2 separate regions of the Arabidopsis thaliana genome follow, and region 2 is linked to region 1. The links are chromatin contacts, called in public ChIA-PET maps. All regions are on one chromosome and are shown on one strand. Each heading gives the region's core, a stretch centred on a gene start, on an enhancer-like site or on the middle of the called end of the contact. The rest is flanking DNA. Distances are from core to core; before and after follow the strand shown.

Evidence for each region. ChIA-PET counts read pairs in DNA pulled down with a chosen protein or histone mark.
Region 2: an H3K4me3 ChIA-PET map of shoot shows a contact between it and region 1, with 11 read pairs. The contact joins the promoter of FATB here to the promoter of PSAO in region 1. A contact is called at or near these places in 3 of 26 Hi-C or Micro-C datasets (leaf, root and seedling) and 1 of 2 datasets of contacts at active chromatin or transcription factors (shoot).

The regions. Positions count from the first base shown.
Region 1 is chr1:2,639,068-2,646,933 of TAIR10.1, reverse strand. PSAO (photosystem I subunit O) reads left to right here and starts at 5,000. Exons shown (of 3, transcript NM_100711.4): 1 at 5,000-5,273; 2 at 5,370-5,442; 3 at 5,660-6,131. The coding sequence starts at 5,195. The coding sequence ends at 5,930. AT1G08390 (recQ-mediated instability-like protein) reads right to left here and starts at 4,862. Exons shown (of 3, transcript NM_100712.5): 1 at 4,595-4,862; 2 at 4,335-4,514; 3 at 3,649-3,944. The coding sequence starts at 4,714. The coding sequence ends at 3,831. AT1G08400 (RINT-1 / TIP-1 family) reads left to right here and starts at 886. Exons shown (of 4, transcript NM_100713.3): 1 at 886-1,223; 2 at 1,306-1,395; 3 at 1,468-1,556; 4 at 1,646-3,915. The coding sequence starts at 929. The coding sequence ends at 3,586. DCP1 (decapping 1) reads right to left here. Exons shown (of 8, transcript NM_100710.4): 5 at 7,625-7,681; 6 at 7,359-7,473; 7 at 6,689-7,168; 8 at 6,271-6,623. The coding sequence ends at 6,567. It also overlaps AT1G08410.
Region 2 is chr1:2,690,577-2,698,203 of TAIR10.1, reverse strand. FATB (fatty acyl-ACP thioesterases B) reads left to right here and starts at 3,657. Exons shown (of 6, transcript NM_100724.3): 1 at 3,657-4,147; 2 at 4,768-5,292; 3 at 5,374-5,507; 4 at 5,735-5,848; 5 at 6,076-6,247; 6 at 6,338-7,142. The coding sequence starts at 4,795. The coding sequence ends at 6,658. It overlaps ALB1 (ALBINA 1), which reads right to left and starts at 1,823. Exons shown (of 15, transcript NM_100725.4): 1 at 1,394-1,823; 2 at 1,011-1,189; 3 at 837-921; 4 at 435-751; 5 at 209-332; 6 at 1-93. The coding sequence starts at 1,666.

The sequences.
Region 1 (7,866 bases), core at 3,751-6,250:
AGCATCAAGTTCTTCCACTGACATTTCAGGTGTCCACGGAGGTCTGGAGATGAAGATAGACAAAAAAAAACGTTGTCTTAGAGCTATGATAGAAAGGAAGAATAAAGCTAAAGAGAATAAAAACCACATACCTTCGAGGTACTTGAAGACTACTGGCGTGTAAAGCCTCCTCTATCTTCTGTTGCTCTCTCCATTCTTCAGCTGCTATAACACTTGAGCTAGAATTTGTGTCTCTGTTTCACCAAAAACATTAGAGAAACAGCACACCATAAGAACATCAAGAGGACATGTAATTGTTCTTTAATCTCATTACCATATTAAATTTATACAAACAGAACCACAAATACCTAATCAATCAAAGGACAATAAAAAAGAGGAATTTAGAAGAAGAGAAGCATACAGATTGATAGACAAAGGTGTGGAGGAGCTGTGATTAATGGTGTAAAGACGCTCTGCCTCCTCAGCTTGCTCAATGATGGCGTCGATGTCACTGACCTCAGTCACAGATTCGAGAACTTTCTTCTGTAGATTCTTGTAGTACTTGCCTTTGTCTTTGGATTCTTGTATCATATGGTTGTGGTGCTTCACGAGTGATCGCCCCAACGACGTCTTTTCGCTCTTCCCCATCTCTCTGTTCTCAAGTAAACCCTAAAAGTCTCTAAACCCTTAAAAATGGATTCGCGGCGCGTTTGTTATGTTGCTTCAAAAGTGTTAGGGTAAAGAAAACGTCAGCCGCCGACTACACTCGCTGCACGGAGAAGCTAAATTTTTTTATCAAAGCGATTTTTTTTACTTTTTATTTTCTTCAAAGTAAATACTAATTTTTAGTTAAACTTAAGGGAAATTAAAAATCATAACATAACCCATCATTAGACTCAGAGGACACGAAGGCTTTAGAAAACAAAAGGAACAACCTTTTTCCCGGCAAATGCTTCCGATGGAACATCCACTTCCACTGTCGTTCGTCTTGCCAAACCCGGCCACCCTTCCCGGTCTCGCACTAGGCTTTATTGACGGTAATTTCGTAGACCTCCAAGATCTGCTCCTCCGCGCTTCGACTCTGACGTCCAATTTAAACCACGACTGTTCTGATCTAAACGACCGTCTTCTCCATCTCCGGACGGATCTCACGAAGCACGCCGTTTCCTGGATCTCAACCTCACTTTCCGCTAAAGTTTCACTCGAAGATTTGAGATTGAACCTGGAGAGCCTCCTCTGTCTCCGTAAGTTACCAAACCCTCGTGTTTTATTTTTGGTGACGTAAAGATATTGAGTTTTCTTATTGTCTCCAATTTTTCATTGTAGCTACGGATTCTGTCGGAAAGCAAACGAATTGGGAGTTACAGCAAGTCGTAGAGGAATTGTGTCGTATACAGAATCGGCGTAAATATTTCGGTGAGTTTGACTCGATTTTTGATTCTTGAACATTATCATCAAGAGCTAGCTAAGAAAGATTCAATTTTTCAGTGACTGCCTTAAAGTTGGAAAGTCTTGTTGGCGATCTTGAAGATTCTGTGTTTCATCCGATAAGTAAACGCAAAGGAAGTACGCTTCAAGTAAAGCTTTTTCAATCCACAAGTTAAGTACTATATGGAGTTGTGATTGGTAAATATGAAAGATTAAAACTTTTTATTTGTACGTGCAGGATCTTGCATTGAAGCAAGAGAGATTCAGTCATGCTATTAAGACCATGAATGAGATTGAAGAAATACTTGGTGATGTTACAAGGCATCACTCACGGTGGCGTCGCCTTGTAGATTCTGTTGATAGTAGAGTAGATAAAAGTCTGTCTGTTCTTCGTCCACAGATTATCGCAGATCACCGAGCTTTTCTCTCATCTCTTGGCTGGCCACCAAAACTTGCAACATCCAAAGTCGAGCATGGAGAGGTTGATAGTATCCCTAATCCTCTACTCTTGATGCAAGGAGATAAAAAAGAGTCTTATTCCCAAAGCTTTCTACTCCTCTGTGGTTTACAGCAACATAATACGCAGAAGGAAAAACGAAAGAAGCTTAATATGACCAAAGAAACTGATAATGATGGACTTTGGGCGACCGATGAACTAGTTAAACCGGTTGCATCTCGGATGGAGTATCATTTTCTAAAATGGGCTGAGCAACCTGAGTTTATTTTTGAACTTGTCTATAAAGTTACAAGAGACTTTGCTGATGGGGTTGACGATTTCTTACAGCCTTTGATTGATAGGGCTATGTTAGTAAGCTGTAGTGCTAAAGAAGCTTGGGTTTCAGCGATGGTCCAAATGCTATCTGGTTTCTTAGAGAAAAAAGTTTTTCCTGGGCTTATAGATATGTACAAGGAGAAGCACATGAAATCTGAAGGTATTTCATCGTGGTTCCATCTTGTCGATCAGATGGTTACATTTGATAAGCGAATGCAGTCTTTTGTGAATACAGATACTTGTCTATCTTATGAAGGCTCTTCGACAGCGTTTTCTCAAGGTATATCAGTAATGGGACTGTTTTGTAAGAAACCTGAGTGGCTCAAAACCTGGGGGAAGATTGAGCTAAAGGATGCTTATAGAAAAAGTAAAGAGGATATTAAGAATGAGAAAGCTTGGGTAATTGATAGTGAAAGAACTAGACTTGGTAATGAATCCAACTCACAGTCTGCAAAGTATGTTCTATCTACAAGAGAAGATTATAAAGCGCCATTAGTAGCAGACTCTTTTCTTAATAGGACTTGGAGGTTGATAGACCATGGTCTATCTCTACCGGCCATTCTACCAAGGATCCAATTTATAAGAGCTACTGCCACCAGATTTCTCTGGTGTATATTCAAAATTCTGTTATTGGAGTTCAAAAAGACTGATCTCTCTCATTATGGTTTGTCTGAAGATACACTGATACAAGCATGTGGACCGGTTAATGCTGCTCGGTATCTTGAATCAAAACTACGAGAATGGAGTGATGATTTGGTTTTTGTAGAGATGTGGGCTGCCGAAACCAGTGTCAAAGTTGATAGAAAACCTGAAGTTTCCTGCCAAGGCTGCTTTTTTGGGGAAGAACTGAAAAGCCTTGTTGAGTTGGAAACCAATTGGCTTATGGAGATTATAACAGTTTTTCTCCACCAATTTGACAATCTTTGCAGCGACCACTTCCACAACAATGCAGTTTCATGGGACGAAGACGTCATTACCAGCTCCAGCAATTTAACAGTGTCTCAGGGTGTCGCAGAAGCATTGGACAATTTAAGAAGGCATCTGTGTGTTCTTCATCTAAACATGAACCCGAAAGACTTCTTGGACTTGTGGAGAAATCTCGCGGAAGGGCTTGACCATTATGTTTCTCGTAAATTTTTCTCAGGAGAACCTGTTTTACGGAGACAAAAGTTTGATAGGTTTGAAGTTGACGCAGAGGCACTTCTTACTGTGCTTAAACCTTATTGTGTTCGTCCTGGTGCATTTTTCCCTCGTGTGCGAGAGATTCTTAGGCTGTTGAGGATGCATGAGGAAGAAAAGGCACGATTGAGAGGAGCTCTAAGTCGAAGTGGAAATACTTGTCTAAAGTTGTTTGGTATTTCTAACTTGTCTCCTCAACTTGTGGAACAATTTTGTAGGTCTTACTAGTAATGAATGCCTTTTTGTAAAATTGTATCAGTATTTGAGTCCATGATCAAGAAGATGAGAAGTGCAGCAGAAATTGGATAAATTGAAAACTAGCAATGGTGTGTTAAAAATGATACAACCTTGCTTTTGATTCCGTAGAAGTACATACCCATGACTCTAAAGATCATCTTCAATAAACAAAAAAAGGATTAATCTGGTCTGGTGAAACTAAAAGAAGAATAGATAAGTTAAGTGAAGTGAAGAATCAAGAGAACTCTTGGATCAAGGGCTCATAGAAGAGTCTGTATGCGTCCATGACTTCTAAATACCACATGGCTTCACGATCTGGGCTCACCGACAGGTCAACCATCTTATGAACCTGGTTTCAGTTTAAAACAACAATGACAAGTTTCAGTAATCAAAGCATTGCATGTAAATGCAGATGATACTTTGACTCGAACATCACAAGAGAAGATGAATCTTAATCACTAGTGATTACAAGCATCTTCATGCCACACCTAGATATATCATCACAAGATTTTTACTAACACATTCAAACTCAAAACCTCTTATGGAACTTAAGCTCCTTAGTCACCTAAGCTTGTGTCAGCCTGATCTAGTGATCATAACATCTAACATTCTCACTTAACTCTTTAATGTGCCAATTGGCATAATAAACCAATTTGACTAGTCTGCAACTCTAGCGAAACTAAAATCACATTGGAGTGATCCAATGTGCATATCAAAGACCTAAAGTTTTCAAATTAACCTTAAGTAGAGGTATCTGCCCAGTACGGACTTGGTAGACACCAACAACCATCACGTACATTCCTGATTTCCATTGACGGAGGGCAAAATCGTTGGTGAGACCGAGCTCCAAAAGACCGGTTCCGTCATCAAGTACCAGACAATTATCGCCGCCTCCACCGGAGAAGGGGACCAAAACGCCCTGCAACGCAAGACTTGAAGTCATCGAAACAGGAATTAACAATTTAGCTATAGACAATGAGAGGATGATAGATTGGGAACCTGTAACCAAGCACGTTGAAAAAGTACACCGCCTAGGGAGGCGGCGTTCTGAGAAGGCGTCGGTTTAGCGTCCCGGAGCTGAGAACAAAGCATCTTCACCGCCGCTAAGCTGTAGTCCATTTTACCCGCCGATCCGACTCGGCTGATCAATTTCACAAATGCCTTTACCTCATCGATTACCGGATTAAACCGAACCGAACAAATGGTATCGGTACAGTAATTTGATTTTGATTTTTGGCAGATATTGGGAGAGGGAATATTGTGTTTGAAAAAAAAAAAATGGAATTCATGGTGTTTTGGCTTTTTGACTAATTAAAATCATTAACATGCAAACTAAAAGATGTAAAAATCTTTATAAAATACAAACAAAAAAAATAAACAAATTTTGAGACAAAAAATAAATCTGGAATCAATCTTATCCAAGAAATAGACCCACAATATCAAAGAAAATAATGAGGTGTCACAAAGCTATTGATTGATAACACATCCTCGAAATCTCTCTCTTTGTCCACAGAATAAAAATCTATTTCTTGTGTTTGTGTTGTATTTACTTAAAAAAATAAAGGAGATCAGTTTGGGAGAAAGCAGCAAAGAAGAAAAATGGCAGCAACATTTGCAACACCATCGACGGTGATAGGCCTCGGAGGATCATCCATCACCACCAAACCCTTCTCTTCATGTACTCTTTTTCTCTCTTTCTCTTTTCGAATAATTTCAATCAAACATATATATGCATATGATAATCTTGATTTGTGATTTCTCGTATGTTTTTTAGCCTTTTTAAAACCAACATTAAGCGCCAAGAACCCTTTGAGACTCGCCGGTGCATCGGGAGGAAGAGTCACTTGGTAGGTTACTCTTTATTTTCTTCTCATAGTAATAACAAAGATATCACATTTTATGAAAATGCTTAAAACTCCAGAAGTATCACTAGTTATGTTACTTAAGATATAGGAATGAGTCCTAACTGATCTTAGGAACTTAATAAAGCTTGTTTTAATTTTGAGGTGCTTTTTAGGGTATTTTCTAATAAATTTATTTGTTTGTGTCAAAAATGAATTAAAGCTTTGAGAGGAACTGGTTGAGGAGAGATTTGAACGTGGTAGGATTTGGGCTGATCGGATGGCTAGCTCCGTCGAGCATTCCAGCGATAAATGGGAAGAGCCTGACGGGTCTCTTCTTCGATAGCATCGGAACTGAGCTCGCTCACTTCCCGACTCCTCCAGCTCTCACTTCACAGTTCTGGTTGTGGTTGGTTACGTGGCACTTAGGCCTCTTCCTCTGCCTCACTTTCGGACAAATCGGATTCAAGGGCAGGACTGAAGATTACTTCTAAGGATAACTATTCTTGTTTTCGTTTGTACTATATGCTCTCTCTTGGTTATGTGTAATATTATCAATCAAAACAAAGCTTTCTTTGCTATTTGATGTTTCATTCTATATCTCGACAAGTCTTTCTTATATGATCTTGATTTTAAGAATGTCTGTCAGTCTAACTAAAGTATTAAATGTTAAAAGCGTTTCTCGAGGGAAAGCTCACAAAAGATTGGGATAATACTTCAAAACGAAACATCACAATACGTCTTTGACTTGAACCATACAAACAGTTTTTGTCTTGCAATCTCGAATCTTTTAAAAAATAGAAAAATTATCTCTCTTTCTTCTTACTCTTTCATGTTTTTTGTATTAATCTTGATGTGTATATGTTCCAATAAACTCTAAACATGCATGAAGATTTGTGAATCTAAAGTCTTTAACATGTCTTTCGACTACGAAACAAAAATTGATGAGGAAAGGTAAAAACTTGAAAGTAGATAAAATGAAAAAGTAATTCCAAGAGTTAAACAAAGGGGGCAGTGCAGTATCTTATAAGGTTCCAACAACACTTTCAGAGGGAACAAAACTACATTTTAACTACACATTCTAGATCAAACAGCCACTATCCCACACGTAGATGCTGACCAGCGCAGCTTCATTGTTGAAGTGCATTTTGTAAAGTTCGGGTAATCTTGTCAATGAATTCATCCTCCTGTCAAAAGCAACTCGTTAGGTTTGCACAGCAGCTCAAATAAAGTGATGTGGTAAAGGACGAACCTGCAACAGGGATAAAAGGGCTTCCTTCACTTTGTCTCTGCTGATAACCGGACCAGTGGGTGCAGGAGCGAGTGATGGTGGTGGAGTTGGGGGTGGGAAAGGCTGGAGCACCGGAGTACCATATGACCGCTGCTGGTGACTCGCATTATTAGGATTGAGAGGAGGAGCAGTGGGCATAGATACACCAGGAATGAGGTGTGGCTGTGCCATCATTCGTGGGGGGCCAAAGAAAGACGGCGTCACCAAATCTGTGTGAATGTTGGAGTTGCTGCTGATAACTTCAGGGTTGTTGTCAAAGAGAGTCATCAGAGGAGAGGAGGATTGTAGAGGCGGTGGTGATTGTATCTGTGGAGGTGCTGCTGCCGCTACAGGAGGAGCAATGGTGGGTTGGTGAGGCTGGTGAGGTTGGTGAGGAATCGCTGATGATTGGTAAGGTCCACTTGCTGACCCACTCGCAGTGTTCCCAAGATTCATCGTTGACTGTCAACAATTTAGATAAATTCAGTGTTACAATTTGAGGAGTCTAAGTTGGACCATATACTACGCTGAAGATAATTCAAGAACCTAGAAGGCTAGAACTAATAGAAAGCCCTCCTGCCATTAGTCGTATAAGATGCTGTCATGGTGAAGATGATAGTGTGAGTGTGTAACAGAAGCTTTAGAAACTTACGCTAAAGAAGTTGACAAAAGCAGGATCATCAGGGGCATCCCTAGCAGTTGATGATGGTTCAAGAGGACCATCCATAACTGCCATTGTAGGCTTAGCTTCCAATTCCTCAAACTCACTGCAGTACATAGAAAATCTAACTTAATTTAACAAGTAAGAGATATAACAGCGGGAAAAATGATTTAGATTATCAAGTTTCCACCTCAAAGAAAACACATCCAAGAAACAACTAATGGTGTACTAACTAAATCTAATCATGAAAATATTACCTCTTTGAAGATGAGGCCTTTGGCTTCTGGTTAACCTTGGAATATGCACTGAGTATTCTGTCATGCCAAGGAACCATTAGGCAGAGATACAACGAGTAAGAGTAATTTCAAGTTCATACAAATATACAAGAACATTATATTTGCCAACAAGTAACTGTCTGATAATAGGCAAATAAAAGACGATATTGATATTATTCATGATCCAACAATTGAAACCAACAGTTTCTACCTGATATGCAGTG
Region 2 (7,627 bases), core at 2,408-4,907, 53 kb before region 1:
CTGGACACCACCTCGGACAGCTTCCAAAACCAGATACTTCAATTGCTCTCTACTTATCTTGACATCTTTCAAATATTCTCTAGCCAATATAATCTAAAGTCAGAGAAAATGCACTGGATTATGATCGAGAAAAGTGGGATGAGAAGCATAGCATCCCATCAAATTTTTACTAATGAGGCCCTTTTTTTCTTAATTCATTTGAAGATACCTGCGTCTTTGCTGTTTCTGTCTCTTCATTTACCATTCTAAAAACCTCATTACAGCGTTCCTGAAACTGTGTGGCAATTCCAACTGCTGCGACACGATCTTCAAAACTCATAGGTAGGTCTGCACTGCAAAGGTTAACATCGTGATGTAAAAAGAGAAAGAAATGGGAATTACCCAAAAGAAACAGGCAATATTTATCACACTTGATTTATAAACTCCAGTAGTACCTTAAATTAATGGCAACACGGTCTAGCAAGTGCTCTCGAACAGCACCTTCTTCAGGGTTATAGGTTGCAATTAAAAGTGGTTTGCACGGGTGCCTAAAGCTGATTCCTTCTCTTTCAACTATATTAACACCATCCGTCAATACATTGAGAAGCAAATTACTAATTCCCTCATCTAAGAGATTTATTTCATCAACATACAACACTCCTCTATGGGCTTCAGCCAAAAGACCAGGTTGGAAAACAGTTGTCCCCCTTTTCACAGACTCCTCAACATCAACAGACCCAATGAGTCTGTCTTCTGTAACTCCTAGTGGAATCTGTGTGACATAAACGACAGGAAAACCTAAGTAAAAAGAAAAACAATTTCAGAAAAATTGTAATGCCTCCTAAAACTAAATGTACCTGAATGAAAGGAGATTTGACAATCTCAGTCTTAATGGTATTGTCAGCATTGTACTCTATGCGCTCATCTAAGTCATCTTCCCACCTACATATATCACAAAAGGTACAAGCCAACAGTGTAAGAATTAAAAGAAGAAGAAAAGCAATTTCTTTCTCAGATTGTAAGAATCTTACTCATCTGGACAAGCTGGGTCAGCATTTGATATTGAGCCTACAACAACTTCAATAGGAGGGAGGATTTCATGAAGCCCTCGCGCCATGACTGTTTTTGCAGTGCCTCTACGACCTGAAATGGCAATCCCTCCGATTTCACGATCAACCGCGCCAAGTAAAAGAGCAGTTTTTATGCCTTCCTACAAACAACATTTAGTTAAAGCAAACAAATTACATCCTCTGTGAGGCTTTCGGCATCTAACAAGTTGAACAAACAAATGTAAAAGTCCCATAACACACAGTTCACTGATGAAAAACTGAAGCTTTTTCCTATACCCAACTCCAACTAAATCAAATTGAGTAGAATTATGCAACCTGCAGAATCAAATTGCAAATTCTCTGACCTGGCCAACAACTGCGGCCAAAGGGAAAAACTGTCGGCCATAGGAGGTGGTATCCGTCTCCGTATCCGTATCTGATGTGGAGGCAGGGACACCGTTAGGGGATTCGACGGTAGCATTCGCGGAGGCACGTACAGTGAAGCGGCACGAGGCAATTCTGTTTCGTTTGGGGAGGGAGAGAAACAGAGGCTTAGGTAAGAGATCAGGGAGGAGATTGCAGCGAAAGAGTCTGCAGGTTGAAACTGGAGATGATGACGCGACCGGAGTCATCGCCATTTTCAAAGATAGGAGAAGAAGAAGAAGAAGAAGAAGAAGTTAAGAGATAGTATTTTCTACTGTATCAAACCTTATCAGCTTACTTTTGCTTCTCTATCTTTTGTCTCGTCATCCTTTCCTGATTGCAGCACTATCCACATTAAGATTTCAATAAAATGTCTCAAAATTTATTAGTATGAATTTCTAATATGATATTTATTGTTTTATAAATTTATTAATTAACCTAGAAAAATAATTAAAGAAGTTTTTCTTATTAATTGGAGAGTTACGTTTTTATTCAATTTATATCTTTTAGGAACAAATAGATAGCGAAGGATTAAATTTTGCATAATAAATCATGAAATCTCAAGGTTTAATTAAGTCAAGAGTATGGGAAATGCGAATTCAATCGCTTGGATGTAGTAAACAAGTGGTAACTAATATAGACCACAAACATTATTAGCTTTGACTATAAAATTGATCCTCAAGGTGAAAAGTAGGCTAACTCCTATAAATCTCCAAGGCAACATCCTTAATTTTGAGAGTCATTCATAAGAAGAATTGTGTTCATAACTTTTTTTACTTGATCAGAAAATAAACTATGCAATAAGTAATAACTAGGTTTTCAAAAGGCATAATCATCTGTACTTCTTTGTATATGAAAAATAAATATGCAAATGCAACTAAAGGTTTTGAATCATCTTTTTTGTTTAATTAAGACTTTTTAATGTAAACCAAATTAAACACGATATATATTCAAAATGAAAACAGAATTATCAACGCTGCTGTTTCTCCTGACTTAATTCTTGACTCGTCTCCAAGCAAATTAAAGCGTCCAAATGAGAGATTTAATAATAATCAAAGATAAGTAATATCATCAATGACGAAATAGTCAACATAAAATAAAGTTTATTGTGATCTAGTCGATGTCTACTGTACTTTCTCAATGGTTATACTATTATTGGTCCCAGGCTCCTCTTGTAGCGTATGCGAGGACTAATAGGCTGCTCTCATGGCTCATTTTAGAATTGTAAGTACGTTTCGCTTAAGTCTCCTTCTCCATATGGCTCTTCGGAAGTACTAGTAGATCACATGCTCTACAAAGTTTTATACCGTCTCCTTCAAGACGTATGCTAAGCATGCTTGTGCGAGTGTGCATCTCCCACACGTCTCTCGATCGTGGTAGTTATCTATGTCCCTAGTATATGTGTTGTCAAACTTTTATTGATCTACGCTTGCCATCATCTCATGCATGCATGTGTCTCACATTTATTATGATCGTCAAATTTAACCACGAATATGGAGCAAACAAGAGACGGATATGGTCCTTGTAAAGATTGGCAATCATAGTCAATTCCATGAACCTGGTCCTCAATAGCTTATCATATCTTCTTGTTAGCCTCTTATACGCTACCAAAATGATAGCTGAAGGCAAAATTGATCTCTCCAAACTGGTAATTATATATTGTGATGTTCTTGTTGGGAAGTGTATCTACCTACTCTCCTAAACATTTGGATTGGCTATATTGTTTCGATTTGAAAAAAATAACACGTTGCTTTTGTATAATAACATTATTTGTATAGATTACTTGGTACGTAAAATTTTGAAGAAGTTAATTTAAATTATGTTTTCGGTGGAATAAATATATAAATCCGAAGGCTGACTTTACACGTTCGACAAAGTTTTATGGTTAAACTAAAAAAATGAGAAAAAGCTAGAGTTAGGTTTAGTTTAAATGTAGTTTTCGTTAGTCTTAATAAATACAAGTAAGATAGAGATTGATGCACATGTACCTTGTTGTCTCTGCCCACTTATTATTACACAGCGTCGGTGCCAGTATTGACAACAAGCTTGCTCACACATTCGGATATGTGTCTTTTTCTCTCCAATTACAAATTTGATTGGTTCGATTTTTCAAAAAAAAATTTCCAAGTCCAAAGGAAATTTCCACGGAAGCGCAAATCAAGTTTTGCGTGCTAAATGAAATTCAAAGAAAATTTGTAGTCCATATGAATAAAAATTGAATAAATTTGCCTAATTAGGTTAACCAATCTTGTAACAAGAAAAGGGCAAAATGGGAAATATAGAAAATGAAATAAAAATGTGTCGTTGTTGTTTTGAAACTATGGAGAAGAAGAGGAGAGGCAATTATATAAAAACCGACTCTCATATCCACATATATCTCTCTCTCACCCACCTTATAGAATTTTCTCGCCCTATTTTTCTCTCAACACCAAAAATTTGTATTTTTTTTTTACTATTGTTTACCCCAAAAAGTATTGAGAATCGCAAAAAAACTGAATTGTAAAAAATATTTGAGAAAGAGAAATACAAAAAAAAACAAAAAAAAAGTTTTAAAGAAAAGGCGAAGGAGAGATCGTGAGAGACAGAGAGGCTGCCGAAGAAAGGAGAATTTAGGGTTTGGAGACTTTTGTTGAAATTTGGCGTTACGTTTTTTTTGTATTTCCTCAACAAATTTCTCATCTGCTCTCTTCATATTGGTAAGATCTCTCTCTCTTTCATTTTTTTGTTTTTTTTGGGTTCTTCTTCTCTTTGTGTAATTTCTGAATCTCTTCGTCGCTGGTTCGGATTCTTCATCTGATTGATGTTTGATTGAAGAATGATGTTTGAATTACATTTTTTCTAATACAAGTTTTTGTTTTTCTTTTGCGTTTCTACGATCTGGTTTTACCGGCTTTAGCTTTTTCTCGCTTCTGTTCTTTGTTGTTTTGTATTTCAGATCTGGTGTTTTTTTTCTTACCTGCATCAAATTGGTTTCTACCAAAACTTCGGAAACCTCTTTTGGCAAATGTTGAATCTTTGAATACAATGACGATTTACATAATAGTCTCAGTGGCCGAACTGGATTATCTTACAATTTACGCAATAACAAAAAGTTTTTTTTTTTTTTTTTTTTTTGTGTGTGTGTGTGGTGTGTTGAAGATTTTTAGTGTTTGTTTACTTCGTTTATGGAAGTCCTTTTCCTCTTCTGCCATTTTTGTAGTTAACTACAAATTATACCTACTTTAGGAAGATCCTCCTGCTAGTAGCTAAAAGATGTAGCATTTATTTTATTATCACTCACTTGAGCTAACTTTTTTCGATCTTTATTTGGTGGCAGTGTCTTTGAACGCTTCATCTCCTCGTCATGGTGGCCACCTCTGCTACGTCGTCATTCTTTCCTGTACCATCTTCTTCACTTGATCCTAATGGAAAAGGCAATAAGATTGGGTCTACGAATCTTGCTGGACTCAATTCTGCACCTAACTCTGGTAGGATGAAGGTTAAACCAAACGCTCAGGCTCCACCTAAGATTAATGGGAAAAAGGTTGGTTTGCCTGGTTCTGTAGATATTGTAAGGACTGATACCGAGACCTCATCACACCCTGCGCCGAGAACTTTCATCAACCAGTTACCTGACTGGAGCATGCTTCTTGCTGCTATAACTACGATTTTCTTAGCGGCTGAGAAACAGTGGATGATGCTTGATTGGAAACCTAGGCGTTCTGACATGCTGGTGGATCCTTTTGGTATAGGGAGAATTGTTCAGGATGGCCTTGTGTTCCGTCAGAATTTTTCTATTAGGTCATATGAAATAGGTGCTGATCGCTCTGCATCTATAGAAACCGTCATGAATCATCTGCAGGTACCATTTGATTATGATTACGGTTACCTGTTGTCACTGGTTTAATTGATATGTATGAACAAGCTCTTATGCTCATGACAGGAAACGGCGCTTAATCATGTTAAGACTGCTGGATTGCTTGGAGATGGGTTTGGCTCTACACCTGAGATGTTTAAGAAGAACTTGATATGGGTTGTCACTCGTATGCAGGTTGTGGTTGATAAATATCCTACTTGGTAAGCTATCCTCTTGCATAAACCTGGTTCTGCAGGTTCATGCTCTCACTCTTTTTAACCAGGTTTGGGAAAAATGATGTGTATTTCGTTTTTTCAGTTGATACTGCTTTTACAGTACGAGATATATGCTCATATGACTAATGACTTCTTGCACCCTGAATTATATGCTCTGCATGCATATTATATTGCATCATAACTCATTTGCTTATTCAATATATGCCTCACAGGGGAGATGTTGTTGAAGTAGACACCTGGGTCAGTCAGTCTGGAAAGAATGGTATGCGTCGTGATTGGCTAGTTCGGGACTGTAATACTGGAGAAACCTTAACACGAGCATCAAGGTTAGATTTTCTTTTGGTATATTTATAAGTTATTCTCATTTTCTTCATCTGATCATTCATTGGTCTTTCTGATGAAGATACCTGATGTCTTTACTCTCTTTTTATAGTGTTTGCTCTATCATCAATTAAACAAAAAACTACACAAGTTTATGTAATGAATAATTAGGAATTTTTTGGTCTCATGGGTTAGCTATTTGACAGATGTATTGCAAAATATTATCTTGCAGTGTGTGGGTGATGATGAATAAACTGACAAGGAGATTGTCAAAGATTCCTGAAGAGGTTCGAGGGGAAATAGAGCCTTATTTTGTGAATTCTGATCCTGTCCTTGCCGAGGACAGCAGAAAGTTAACAAAAATTGATGACAAGACTGCTGACTATGTTCGATCTGGTCTCACTGTAAGTATCTAGTATTTACTGCTGTATGTTTCAACAAACCTTTGACCAGCTTGTAAGACTCTCTAATGGCTTGGTAATGAACATTTTCAGCCTCGATGGAGTGACCTAGATGTTAACCAGCATGTGAATAATGTAAAGTACATTGGGTGGATCCTGGAGAGTGCTCCAGTGGGAATAATGGAGAGGCAGAAGCTGAAAAGCATGACTCTGGAGTATCGGAGGGAATGCGGGAGAGACAGTGTGCTTCAGTCCCTCACTGCAGTTACGGGTTGCGATATCGGTAACCTGGCAACAGCGGGGGATGTGGAATGTCAGCATTTGCTCCGACTCCAGGATGGAGCGGAAGTGGTGAGAGGAAGAACAGAGTGGAGTAGTAAAACACCAACAACAACTTGGGGAACTGCACCGTAAGAAAAAGAAAACACAACAACAATGGCTCATTTGAATCCCCTTGTAACTATATCTGCTACTACCACCTTGCTTGCTTGCAACCACCACCACCACCACCACCATTTCATGTCCTCCTCCTCACAAAAGTTTCGGCCACCAACCCTTTGTATATTTCTTTTTTTGGTTCTTCTTCTTTTTTTATTCGATGGAGATTTATTATATTTATTTAATCTTTCTATTTATTTTTTTGCTTAATGGGAAATGGGTGTCGTGTATCATTACGAATTCTGATGTTATGTAACCCATGTGCCAGCGGAAGACAAAGGCATCAACTCTCTCTTATCCTAAATTTATTGTACTTTGTTGAGTTTTGTAGTTGTTTCCAGCTAAACAAGCACGTGGACGATCCTTGTAATGAATTTGTATGAATGTGATGCCTTGTACCTGTAAATTTGATTGAAAGGCTATTTAATAAACACGAACAACCAAAACGGTTTGTCCAAACAATAAAGCCATCGCATATTGGAATCCGGAAAGTAAAATCTAAAAGCAAGATTGAGTAACTAAATCCGGAAAGAGACGATGAAGTGAAAGCAAAAGAAAATACTACTTGATAGAAAAAGGGCTCCATTGGATCCCATTGGAGAGGAGATTACACTTATTTAAAAGAAAATATTTGCGTGAAATGAAAGCAAATGATGATAAAGACAGTTTTTGAGAACATAAATAAAGTTAAGATAGTGCATGAATATTGGAAGTTGCTAGGTCATTCTCCATGGATAATGAATTATAAAATGATTCTTGACTTGACCACAAATAAATAGTCCCTTCTTTTGGAGTTTCTTGACTAGCGAAAATGTGGTCAAACATGATAGACAATTAGACATCACATCCTGAATGGAATCCATAATCTCTTGAGTTAACATGTTAATGCATCCTTAAGCTTTTTAGCACAGTTTCTATGTCAACTCATGTAATGATCATTTTGAT